Regions from separate parts of the Zea mays genome. Here all the other regions are linked to region 3. A link is a contact called in public Hi-C data. All regions are on one chromosome and are shown on one strand. The core of a region is the stretch at or near the end of the contact, and the rest is flanking DNA. Distances in the headings are between cores, read along the strand shown. Region 1 holds the start of LOC100284530 (ZFP16-2). Region 2 holds the start of LOC100285414 (CRAL/TRIO domain containing protein). Region 3 holds the start of LOC103644258 (scarecrow-like protein 30).

The links. A called contact is a pair of places that touch in the nucleus more often than the background predicts.
Region 1: a Hi-C map of bundle sheath shows a contact between it and region 3, with 2.3 times the contacts expected there. The contact joins the promoter of LOC100284530 here to the promoter of LOC103644258 in region 3. A contact is called at or near these places in 5 of 25 Hi-C or Micro-C datasets (bundle sheath, ear, leaf and 2 more).
Region 2: a Hi-C map of bundle sheath shows a contact between it and region 3, with 2.3 times the contacts expected there. The contact joins the promoter of LOC100285414 here to the promoter of LOC103644258 in region 3. A contact is called at or near these places in 3 of 25 Hi-C or Micro-C datasets (bundle sheath, leaf and leaf mesophyll).

What each region holds. Positions count from the first base shown.
Region 1 is chr1:300,184,660-300,188,881 of Zm-B73-REFERENCE-NAM-5.0, reverse strand. It overlaps LOC100284530 (ZFP16-2), which reads right to left and starts at 2,573. Exons shown (of 1, transcript NM_001157425.2): 1 at 1,630-2,573. The coding sequence starts at 2,439. The coding sequence ends at 1,918.
Region 2 is chr1:300,304,400-300,308,785 of Zm-B73-REFERENCE-NAM-5.0, reverse strand. It overlaps LOC100285414 (CRAL/TRIO domain containing protein), which reads left to right and starts at 2,368. Exons shown (of 7, transcript NM_001158307.1): 1 at 2,368-2,643; 2 at 3,250-3,623. The coding sequence starts at 3,288.
Region 3 is chr1:300,691,516-300,695,689 of Zm-B73-REFERENCE-NAM-5.0, reverse strand. LOC103644258 (scarecrow-like protein 30) reads right to left here and starts at 2,457. Exons shown (of 2, transcript XM_008667465.4): 1 at 1,925-2,457; 2 at 1-1,834. The coding sequence starts at 1,648.

The sequences.
Region 1 (4,222 bases), core at 1,324-3,823, 510 kb after region 3:
TTCGTGCCGGGCTCACGGGCCTCGTGCTTTTTGGCCATCTATATTTCCACTACCACACCAGAGCAGAGAACCTCATTACCGTTACGCTGTACCACCCCAGTCAAAAACAAACATATATACATTTCTAATATTAGGGTTCGAACGGAGCCAAACTTAATTACTCCTCCGTCTCAAAATGAATTTTATGTCTATATTGTATATTCAAATGGATGAAAATAAACCTAGACACATGTATAAAACCACGTACATCAAATATTGTATAAATCTATTAATTAACTAAAACGAATTTAACTTTAGGATTTTAGGATGCAGGGAGTACCTTTTTTACAATTTAAAAAGGTCGTATCTCCCCAAAAAAGTCAAATAACTTGAAATTTTGACCAAAACATATCTAAAAAAATACTAGTATATATTTACATTGCGTAAAGAAGTATATCACCAAATCAATTATAAAAATTATTATTGTAACAAGTATGCGTTGAAGATATAGACATTGACACTATCTTTTTTTATATACATATATAAATCTTATAGTCTAGTCAGATTTAAAGTTATTTGACTCACTGGTGGGAACGGAATTTATGGCTTCAGATATAAAAAATTCGCAATGAATCTAATCATGATTATTTGGTACGTAGATAATTTTGTATTTTTGTCCCCGGCCTCTTCATTCGACGTAGGAGGATCGAGACTCGAGAGTAGGTACGTTCATAATCTAGTTTAGGAACCTAGCTAGGTATAGCCGTATAGGATGTGGCACGCATACGGTCAACTGCTCAAGCGAGATTAGGAGATAGAGATACGGGCCTGGGGGAGTCATAGCCAGCACATAGCGTCATCCCTCATCCGTCAGACCATGATCATGCATGCATGAAACTAGCCGGCCCCTGGGCAGGATTGATTCACGGTGCACATGGAATATTGGTGCACATGTTGCACATATTAAATCATTACCACTCATTTTAGATCTAACGTCTCTAGTTGTTTGGTACATTTTACTAAGGACACCCTCCAACGTGGTGGTGTGTAGTGGTGGAAGGTGTTATTTGTAAATTGAATAATCAATTAGAGACGTTAGATCTAAAATGAGTGGTGATGATTTAATATGTGCACCATGTGCACCAGTTTCTATGTGCACCAGATATGTCCTCTTGATTCACGGGGCAGGGCTGCTACCAGCTGGGCCCGGACGGGCGCACGTACGTGCATCCCACGTTTGCCTTCCCCAGGCGCCGAGAAAAAGCCTCAAAAAATCCATATGATCATATCGATACAATAATTATCCCTCCCAAAACCACAGAACCGCCCGCCTGATGCTAAAAGTTGAAGGCTGGTGATCATCGGATGGGATGACGACAGGTACGCACGGTCCAAGAACCGGAAGAACAATCGATCGTTTCGACGATGGGCCTTCGATCGCGTTGGGGGTAAACAAAAAAGGAATCAGTTAAACGAACCAGACCGCTATTTTTTTTTAACTTGCTCATGAACATATGCGAACGAAATTAATTAACCATTGGGACATTTTAGAAAAAGCATGCATATCGCGGATATCGTTCAAATTGACGAATGATTCGTGCGCGATGATTTCGGACGAATGCGCTGCAGTAAGCCGAACAGACATGCATGGGAACCAAGGAATCATCGATCCTGTTATATGTTCCAGCAATATAGTATGAATGAAATCAGTTCTCTGACATTCGTATCGGAATCCAACCGGCCCCATGACCGAACCGCTAAACACAGCAGAAGCTAGTACTATACTAGCGTAATTACAAAAAAAAGGCAACGAACGAACCAATACGATTTACATGTCCTGGATTAAACTACCGACGCTACTAGATGTCTAGATGACGAGTTAGCCTCCCCCCAAATAACAAGGAGGGATTAGCCCGACCCTATGCCGGCCGGATCGATCTAAGCGAAGAGCTCGAGCAAGACGGGCGGGTCGGCGGCGCGCGACGCCTCGGTGCGCCAGAGGGTGACCCAGGCGTCGGCGGCGCCCATCTCCTCCTCGCGGTGCCTCCGCATGTGGCCGCCCAGCGCCTGGCCCATCTCGAAGCCGAGCCCGCAGACGTTGCACTCGTGCCGCTGCTTGCCTCCTTCGCAGCCGTTGGCGTTGGCGTTGGCGGCCTGCTGCTTGTGCTGCTTGAGCGCCCGGGCGCCGACGACGCCGAGGTCGAGGCCGTGGCGGCCCGCGCGCAGGTGGCTGGTGCGGTGGCCGCCCAGCGCCTGGAACGAGGGGAAGGCGCGGCTGCAGGTCCTGCAGACGAACTCGCCCTCCCCCGACGTGGCCACCACGGCGCCCCGCCGCCGCGCCCGCGCCCGCGCCCGCTTCGCCGGTGGCGTCCCCGCCGAGTCGGACGTCGTCGTGGACGAGTCCGTGCTCAGCGACAGCGCCAGCGACACATCCTGCTCCGTCGGCCTCGGGTGCTTCATGGTCTCTGACCTAATCTTTCTCTCTCTCTCTCTCTCTCTCTCTCTCTCTCTGCAGATACGTACAGCTCGGAAGGAAAAAGATGCGGTGATGTGTTTTGTGCTTGGGTTGTGTGGCTTGTGGGTTAGGTTGGGTTGGGTCTGGGTGAGGGCGCGCACCCTTTTATAGGTTGTGTCTCCGTCCAAGGCTCGGCAGTGCAGAGGGCCGAGGCGGTGTGGGGGCTTACGTGTGCGCCAAGTTGATAGGGGTCCGAGTCCGACCGACCGACGCGACGTGGGCGGACCAATCCGGGGAAGGCACCGCGCACCGCGAAGCGCGGCGCCGCGTCGCGACGTGGACGGATGGGCGTCCATCGCGCGCGGTTTTGCCTCGCGGATATATAGTTGGGCTGGGGCGGCCGGTGGCCTCCGCCGCCAGATCGCGACTGTTCCCCTTCCTTAGCCGCGGGGGCAACGCAACGCAACGTCGCCCGCGGGTTCGGACGGCGGCGAGGGGATGGGCGGCGGCGTGTGGAGATGCACTTGCCGCTGACTGCACCTTCGGCTCGGCAGTGCGGGAAGGATCTGGAACCTTCGGTCGCTCAGCTCTCTCAGATTGGTGAGATTTGAATAATGACGCGCTCTCACGGTCAACTAGTCCTGTTCCAAGTTGGTTCGTTTGTTCCGGTTCCAGAAGACGCTTTCCCTTTCTGGTAGTGTGTACGGTATACTACTAAGCGCAGGCAAACTGGGGCATCTCATCGATCCATCCCGCACCACAAGACATCAGCTGTGATATCCACCGTGGCTGCCAAATTGACCAGTTTGAGGGACTAAAAATTAGTCCCTTCATTTTTAGTCTCATTTAGTTCATAAATTGCCAAACAGTGAGACTAAAATAGAGACTGATTTATTTTAGTCTCTAGTCCCACAAAGCACAAAGGTTGACTAAAAAAGACTAAATCATACAAATTTCACTTTTTACTCTTCCTTTATTTTAGTTGCACTAATGGCGGGAGAATACTAAGGAGTATTTCGGTCTTCTTATGACTCATTTAATATGTTTAGAATATTTTTAGTCCCTACAACCAAACAGGATAGAGACTAAATTTTAGTCTCCAAACAAAACTTTAGTTCCTGTACTAAATAAACCAAACGGACCCTAAGCCGATCGGGAGACATATATTTACGTATCTGTGAGTAATAATGAAAACATTGTTTTAATTATTGTAACGATACAATATTTTTGATCGGTTCTAAACATACTAGCATGTTTAGACATACCGTTCTAAAAGCAACTCCAAGTGTCTCTCAATATTCTTCTTAATTTATATAAATAGAGATTTTTGTTTTCCTAAAAAAATACCATCCAATATTTTATATTTCGGATTTCTCGCTAGCCAAAAAAACATGAATGACTCTCTAGAGTGCAAACAAGATATAGAAAAGAATGTTGAGACTGAAAAGATATAGAAAGTGATTTTTATGCAAATGAGTCTTTTAGTGATAATTTAGAGAGGGTGCTTTAAATTAGAGTACATATAGTAAAAAAAAACTAACTATAACATACAAACTTTAGATTGTGCCGTGGTATCTAGATTGTTTTAAAAGCAGTTTCCTAGAATACAATTAAATACCTGATGATATAAGTTATTTTAATATTATCTAGAAACTATAAAGATATATCTGCTGACTGCAATACTCGTCGATCTACTCGCAGCCGGCACGTCATGGAGAGCCAAGAGAGGCGATAGATGATCTCATGGTTGACGTCACGCCGCGCCGACCTAGTAGTGCTGCCTCTGGC
Region 2 (4,386 bases), core at 1,119-3,618, 390 kb after region 3:
CCTTCCCCTTTCCCTTTTTGTGGGACTCTTCCGATGAAGCTTTCCCGTGGCTTGTAGCGGGCTTGTCGCCGGTCTCCATCTCTTTCTTGGCGTGTTCTCCCGACATCACTTCGAGCGGTTAGGCTCTAATGAAGAACCTGGCTTTGATACCAATTGATAGTCGCCTAGAGGGGGGGTGAATAGGGCGAAACTGAAATTCTCAAAAATAATCACAACTACAAGCCAGGTTAGCGTTAGAAATAAAAACGAGTCCGCGAGAGAGGGTGCAAAACAAATCTCAAGCAAATAAGGAGTGTGACACAAGGATTTGTTTTACCGAGGTTCGGTTCTCGCAAACCTACTCCCCGTTGAGGTGGTCACAAAGACCGAGTCTCTTTCAACCCTTTCCCTCTCTCAAACGGTCCCTCCGACCGAGTGAGCTTCTCTTCTCAAATCAAAACTGGGAACAAAACTTCCCCGCAAGGGCCACCACACAATTGGTGCCTCTTGCCTTGATTACAATGGAGTTTTGATCACAAGAACAAGTGAGAAAGAAAAAAAGCAATCCAAGCGCAAGAGCTCAAAAGAACATGACAAATCTCTCTCGCTAATCACTAAAGCCTTGTGTGGAATTGGAGAGGATTTTGATCTCTTTGGTGTGTCTAGAATTGAATGCCTAGCTCTTGTAAGTGGTTGAGAATTGGAAAATTTGGATGCAATGAATGGTGGGTGGTTGGGGTATTTATAGCCCCAACCACCAAACTAGCCGTTTGGTGGAGGCTGTCTGTCGTATGGTGCACCGGACAGTCCGGTGCACACCGGACATGTCCGGTGTGCCAGCCACGTCACCAAAGCCGTTGGGTTCTGGCCGTTGGAGCTATGTCTTCTGGGCCCACCTGGATGTCCGGTGGCGCACCGGACATGTACTGTAGAGTGTCCGGTGCGCCAGTATGGGCACGCCTGACTTCTGCGCGCGCTGGCGCGCAATAAATGCGCTGCAGGTAGCCGTTGGCGCCGAAATAGCCGTTGCCCCGCTGTTACACCGGACAGTCCGGTGTACACCGGACATGTCCGGTGAATTATAGCGGAGCAGCCGTTGCAGTTTCCCGAAGCTGGCGAGTTCCTGAGGCCGCTCTTCCTTGGAGCACCGGACAGTCCGGTGAATTATAGTGGAGTTGCCTCTGGAATTTCCCGAAGGTGACGAGTTTGCGCTGGAGTCCTCTGGTGCACCGGACACTGTCCGGTGGCACACCGGACAGTCCGGTGCGCCAGACCAGAGGTGCCTTTGGTTGTCCCTTTGCTCTTTTGTTGAACCCAATACTTGGTCTTTTTATTGGCTAAGTGTGAACTTTTGGCACCTGTATAACTTATACACTAGAGGAAACTAGTTAGTCCAATTATTTGTGTTGGACAATTCATCCACCAAAATTATTTAGGAACTAGGTGTAAGCCTAATTCCCTTTCAGTGATCAAGGGGAGGGGAGGCGGACCTGGATCCAGTCACCCGCGATTTGGAGTTAGGTTTTTTTTGGCATGTTGCCACGCAAAGTCGTCGAAGCAAAGCCCGAACAGAATGAGGCTCATGCGACGCCTTCGTGGAGCTAGCGGAGGCGAGCGGGTACGCGATGGTGGCCATGCCAAAGACGATGAGGTCGAGGGCGACTGGCGGCGTGAGGGTGGCGTCGCGGGTGAGTGGGGCGACCTCCAAGCGATTTATAGCGGGCGGAGCTAGGGGAGCGGGTGGTCGTTGCCGAGTTTAGTGGCACAGAGTACGCGGAGGCGGTTGTGCGGGCGACGACGCGACGTGCAGCTGGCGTGGAAGTCGGTGGGGAGGGGCCGCAGGGCGGGGTGGAGCGCGTGGGGAGATAGACGACGGTGAAAACGGTTCCGTGCACGATTCTATCTGAAAATGTGTATTATAATAGTAGATATAGAGATAGAGAAATATATTTTTGGTTCATTTGTAAAACAGGCCAAGGAACAGATCATCCGACACCCGTACGTGATTTTTTCCCTCCTACCAAAACATCCGGTTTTTGGGCCGGCCCGAAAAATTTCAAAGGTCTAACCGTTGCTGTATTGCCAATGATGAACTGGGCTCTGTCTACGTTCGCACGTCACGACCGCGACGAATCCAGCTCCGCTCCAGCCTCGGAGCATCCATCCAGTACCCTACGGGGTCCGGCGGAACCCACTCCAGTGGTCGTCTGGTATGGTATGGTCCTCTGGGCTAGGCCCACGCCGCAGCGCCCGCGGACGAACCACCACGCCCACGCGTAGCACGAGAAGGGACACGATCGCACACTTTTCCTCTGAGCCGCGACCTGTCTCTGTCTCTGTCTCTGTCTCTGTTCTTCTGCCCCGACTCCGCCCACGCATCTCTTTCTCCTCTTCCCCCGCGCGGCGGCCGCGGGAGTGTTCGTGTTCCTCACTTCTCCCGCTTGCGTCCCCGACACTCCCTCAGATCCGCGGCCGTTTCCCGATCCGAGGGGCATTCCAGCCCTAAATAGCGGCCGGTGAGCAGGTCTCCTTCCGCCGGCGCGGACCACCTGGAGGGAGTTTATCCTGGAGCCGTCTTCCTCCTCGCCTCCTTTTGCGGCGCGGCGCGGAGGCCGGAGTCGCTTGGAGGCCCAGCTGTGTTTGGGTTGATTTCTTCGTTTGTCGGTAAGGAAGGACGGCTGGATGCTGGATCACTCGGGATGGCGGATTGTTCCACGAGTGCGTTTTTTTTGTGTGTGCATGCTTCGTGAGATCTCATCTTAGTGTATAACTGTATACGATGTGACCATTCAGCGATCTAATCTAGATCAGTCTTGCCGGGATGTATAGTGGAATCCCTCCATCATTGCGGTTAGCTAAGCATTTGTTTGGTGGATGGTGGCTGGTGGCTGGCGGGTTTGTAGTAATAGCTGTTATTTTCCAAATAGATTGGGTCTCAACCAACTGAAACCCCACCCCCTCGTTAAGTCCGCCTTTCTGTGTGCTGAGCGAGTGAACAATGCGCACTTCGTGTGAACCTCTAATTCAGCTTATACTAGGACATCATAATTGCTCGGTTTAGGCCTGAAGACACCTTTTATTACTTGTTTCTTTTGGTGGTCATCATGTATTTAGGTGTATTCGGTATGTTCTTCCTTGGTTGCTAATTCAGCTGTTGGTATGCATTGTGCTTATTGCTACACATTTATTATGCTCCTGTTCATGATATTTCTGCAGTGGTTAGAGGCACCTGGTTTGTTTTTTGCTGAAGCTGGTGGTACATGTGAATAGCAGGGCCTGTCTTCTGCCTCTGCTTTTGCTTCGAAGCAATGGCGAATGCAAGCAAGCACTTGCAACCTTCAAGTCAAGCAGGCAATGACAAGAAGTATCAGGGCACGCTGGTTGCTTCACCAGCAAAGGCCATTTCACCTAAGTGTGTGAACCGCATTGTGCCATCGAAGCAACTGATCTTGGGTGGGGGTTCAATAGGCCATGTGGCATCATTTCTGATCAAGGTCGTTGCTCTTGAGGCAGTGAGAAGAGTTTCTAAAACAAGATGCCCTTTCATATGGAATTCTGTTCAAGCATTGCAGATCCTTGTGTATCCTCCATTTAGCTGGATCCAAAGATGGGCACCGCTCGGATTTCTCGTGCAGGGAATTCAGGTTATTTGATTTCTCAGCTCTCCAAGATGGATGCTCCTTATTTTTCAAAAATAGTAGTGCTTTAACAAATACCATGTGCTTAGATATTGAATTATTCCTTGACATAAATGAAAATAGATGAGGGAGAGGGAATGCTATTTTATTTGAACATTTACTACCTTCTTTCTACTGAGTTGATCATGGTACTGTAGTATGTCAGCATTGTCTCATTTACTCACAATCTTAATAACATGTTTGGTTATGATGTAAGTTATATAGTTTATTTGTGTTCCGAACATGGTGACTAGGAACAGTTTTCTCTAGAAATGAACATAGATCTGGCAGCATTATCTTGTCAATAGGTTCTTAGGATGCTCAATTTTTTTCCATTCTGAGCAGACTTTTTTTTTAGTTTCAACACTACAGCAAGAAGAGCACTATTTTAGGTGTTTTCTCAATTGCATGTTTTATTTTTTGTAGCCTTGACCCGTCCTTTGAGCCCATGCCAAGTCCAACCATGACTGGCCCAGAGTTAATCTGTAGTGAAATGTTCTGTGTCACACTCTTGTTAATATATGAAGAATTCTACTTAACTTAGAGCTGGCATAACCGCATAAGACTAGGAGTTTGTTTTGAGGCATTGGGTGTTTTGCACAATGAGCTCCTTGAAGCATCACCTGGGCTTCTAGACAGATTATGAAATCAAAAACATTTTCCTAAAATGTGGTAAGCGCTAAGCAAGGTGGCACCTAGGTCATAGTCACCATTGAGAGGGCTATATGCA
Region 3 (4,174 bases), core at 1,208-3,707:
CATCCATCCGTAAGGCATTCGCTTCGAGCATATCAAAGATCGAAGAGAAGAAGAACATAGCCTCCTTAAACCGCGTCACGAAGAAGGGTGCATTGTAAGTACCATTGACGATCCCATGAACGAACAGATGGGGATTCAGCTTTCTGATTGTGTTCAAAACCCGCGTTCTCGGGCTGTCATCCGTCACCGTCTCGTCCATCATGTTCCTCATCCGGTAGAGGCAGTTAACGACGACGAACTCATCGCTCTTCATGTTGAGATCTTTAACTTGGATAGTATCCCACTTGGCAGCAATGGCTTGGTATTCAAATGGGACATTGAACATACGGGCATACTCATGCAACCGCCGCCCTGTCGCCTCAACACGCTCTGCAGGGCGGAATCCTGACAGGGGAAAGTCTATACCAGTGATCCGAAGGTACGGGGGGCCACCAGGTCTCTTTGAGAGCCGCTGCATGAGGACTGGCCACTGGAAACCATACATTATCCCGTAGTCTATGATGTGCAGCCTTGTGGCGCTCTTCGTAGCGTTTAAGATGGTCGTGTTTGCGACATAGTGTGATAGTATCCTAAACGGACATGCTTTGACATACAAACTGAACGCCTTCAGTATATCACCAGTGGAAGTTCTCTTTGCAGCAAGCGAACGGTAGATGCTGCTGCCAGAGCCAGCTAGGCGAGCCTCCAGCCCATCGGCGAAGTAGTGTGCCAATCTCTGGCCAGCATCTCCAGTAGCAGAGGAATGCTTCCTGATCTGTTTCAGCAGCTCGCTTGAGTTCCTGTGGTCGTCGATAGCCGCGGCCTGAGCACAATGTATGAGTAGGGTTGTGAGATCAACTGGCTCCTCCTCTGCACCAGAACCTGATCTCCCCTTCCTTCGCCCTCGCTTATTTCTAGATCCTTTCACATATCCCCCGCTGATCTGTGCATCGGCTGGCATTGGTGAGTGGAACTCACAGTTCTTGTCGGTACACAACAGCACCTTGTCAAACATCTCCCGGACAGTCTCTTCGTCACACAGTGCCGACTGTTTGCTCTTCCTCCCCTCCATCTCCATGTCCTCGTCACGCGGGTTCTTCTGACCCTTATGAGCAGCACCAACTAAACCCTCCCGCACCATTTCACGAGGCAGACTACTTGTGACCACATCGCGAAACCTTCCGCTTCCTGTAGAATCACAGTCATCAGTGATCCAAGACTTTACTTCATAGCCCTGTGCTGCGATAGGCTTGGCAGACTCGAGGATGTCGACGAATGGTTTCTCGACGGCGGCGAGGAGTGCTGAATCCTCCACAGGCGCGCTGGTAATAGGATAGGATTCCTCGTCCTCGTCTTCAAGAAGGAACTGGTTGATGTATGCTAGGACCGCGTCGTCAGCAACAGTCTCGGAAAAATCCTCGACGCTGTCTGGCTCGGTTGTGGTTGTCGATGCCGGGCTTGGCGTGGTGCAGCCAGGCATGGCCGAGGGTGGAGATGGATGCGAGCTGACAGGAGAGCTGTGGCTGTGGCCGTGGAATCCATACGAAGGGAAGAACTGAAGCTGTGGCTGCTGGAGGGAGAAGCTAATCATGTGAGGTGCGGGTGGATTTGGGGTGGGCAATCGAGCACCGAGGTTGGGATCGTCACGAGGACGAGGGTCCATTATCATTCCTTGGAGGTGGAGCTTGTATCCACAAGATTTCTCTGACTTTCGATCTTCAGCGCCACAAGTCACTTATTACAGGTTACAAATCTCACCTCTGCGCTACCTTTCTGAGTCTCTCTCTCTCTCTCTCTCTCTCTCTCTCTCTCTCTCTCTCTCTCTCAAGAACACAAGGATTCCGCTTAGAGAGAACTACAAATTGGAAGAAAAGTTGATGATCGGAACGCCGAAGGACTTCGCCGACAAGCATATATATCTGAAGAAAAAGGAGGCGATATTTACCCTGCACGCCGAAGGACTTGTCTGCATCAAGATCTCTGATCTCCGGCTCTACCCTGCCTGCGCAAAGACCGCGAAGACGGCAGCAAGTAACTTTCCTTCCCACCCTAGTCGCGGCTCCAAGAAGACGCCGTGCCTTCCATCCCAAGTCTCGGATGCTGATGTGTGGAACCTTGCGGAAACCAGGAAGCAAAGCGGCGCCGATTGGGGGGCAGCGGCAGCAAGAGGCCAAGACCAAAAGACTTCTCTCGAGCTGGGCCAGGACCGCGGCAGCAGCTCCCTCTTCGTCAACTGGGTGATTTGTTTAGCCTAAACTGCAGCAGCACCAGCGAATCAGCGACCGGATCAGTGTTTTGGTAGTCGAGGTGGAGGGGAGCGGGAGAGGAAGGGGGCGGCGCACCACGGTGACGCGTGGGGAACGGCGCGGGATTTTCTGCGCACGAGAGCTGGTTGGTTTGCCGCCTGGCGCAGCTGCATGGACAGGGATATGGGGCACTGACGTGCGGGGTCAGTCTGAGTCTACCCCGCACGTCAGTGGCCAGACGTCATGGTAGGGAAGGGGCTTCCCTCCTACTCCTAGTTGATTTTTTTTTCCCTCTACGAATACGATGCGTGGTACCGACTCGGCGCGAGTCGCGTCGCGTCGATCGTGACAGTTTCCGGTTGGGGCCACAGATCAGGGTGAGTGGTGTGAGGTGTGACCGTGTGAGCTGAACTCCAGGGGACGCGGTCACTCGGATGCCTACCCGAGAAGTTGACCACAGAACCAGGTGAACGTGATCCACGGCCGAAGTACGAAACGGAACGAAACTGGCCGCCTGGCCGGTACCGCGACACTTCTGTCGGCCCGTGGTCCGGTCTTCTGGCCCACGAAACAAAGCCGAGAGGAGCCGAGCACAAGCGGCCCAGTGATTCATGACCCGCTTTGGCTCAGCCGCTTGCTGCAACCTACCACACAGGCGCTTGCTGATTCCTTAAAAAAACGTGAGGCGCTTGATTCACCTTTGTGGCCTTGTCATGATGAAATAATACACTGCTACTATTTCTATATATTATATAAATAGATTTTATTTAATAAAACATAAAAGTATGTGTGTTCTACTGATTAGATTAGTATGAACCTTAGAGTCAACGACTAAGATTCAAACTCAGCCTTCAATTAAATAAGGTGCAATGAAACAATAACACCATAACGCCTGCAGCAACATAATTTCATGTACTGTTCGTACAGAGATTATCTTTAGAGAGAATAGTAAGTACTACCTTCGTTCTTGAATATTTATCATCTGCTAGTTTAATTTTAAACTAAAACGTGATAAATAAAAAAAACGAAGAGGGTATCTTCTATCTTGTAATACCAACCACGTGAAGACCTTCACTCCACGGTTGTTTTGCCTTTTTAGATTATATTAAAACTTTGCCCATACAAAACAGTTTCTTAGGGAAATTTCCAGATTTATCTCACTCGCAATTACCAACTGGCCATCGTTATTTTTTAGAACGATATCTTGCAATCTTCTAAGCTGACTCTGTAAATCTTCACGTAGCCATCTCCTAAAAATGAGGCTCTAGTTTTTATATTTCATGGCTTCAACTGAACAATCACGGTCCTCGTTTTTTTTAAAAAAAATGAGAAAAGTGTGTCTTTAAAGTAACCTATAGCCACACCATCTAGTATGCCAAAAAAATGGTGGATTTTTCATTGGCCGACACCGTAGACCTGCTGCTTAAGTAAATATATCTGGTTTGGGGTTAATTAGAAGTATGCCACTCCAAATTTAAAGAGTTATAAAGTAGTTTATTTTCATGTCGCTCAATGACATCAAAATGAATTACCTATCTAATTTTATAAAAACAGGGTGACAAGTATGTAATTAATCTTTTTTTTCTTAGCTAGGTTTAGTGATCTTAGTCCATCTAATCAAATGATATTTCCCTCTTCCAAAAAAAACGCTTTCTAGCACTATCCATCTTTCCAATAGATGTCGAAGGTAAAAGGCATATCGCCATATCAAAAAGGATTAATTGTATAAATGTCATTTAACTTTTGCAAAACCAGACAACTAGTTCATTTGGATGTCATGGCATCTAAATGAACTAGTTATCTAATTCTGCAAAAGTTGAATGGTACATTTTTTATTGAATACTCCCTCCGTCCCAGTATATAAGGCGTAACCACATCTGGTTCAAAGACCAAAAAAATGCATTTAATTGTCTCTATACCACTGCATCGATATACGTATGCATAGAGAG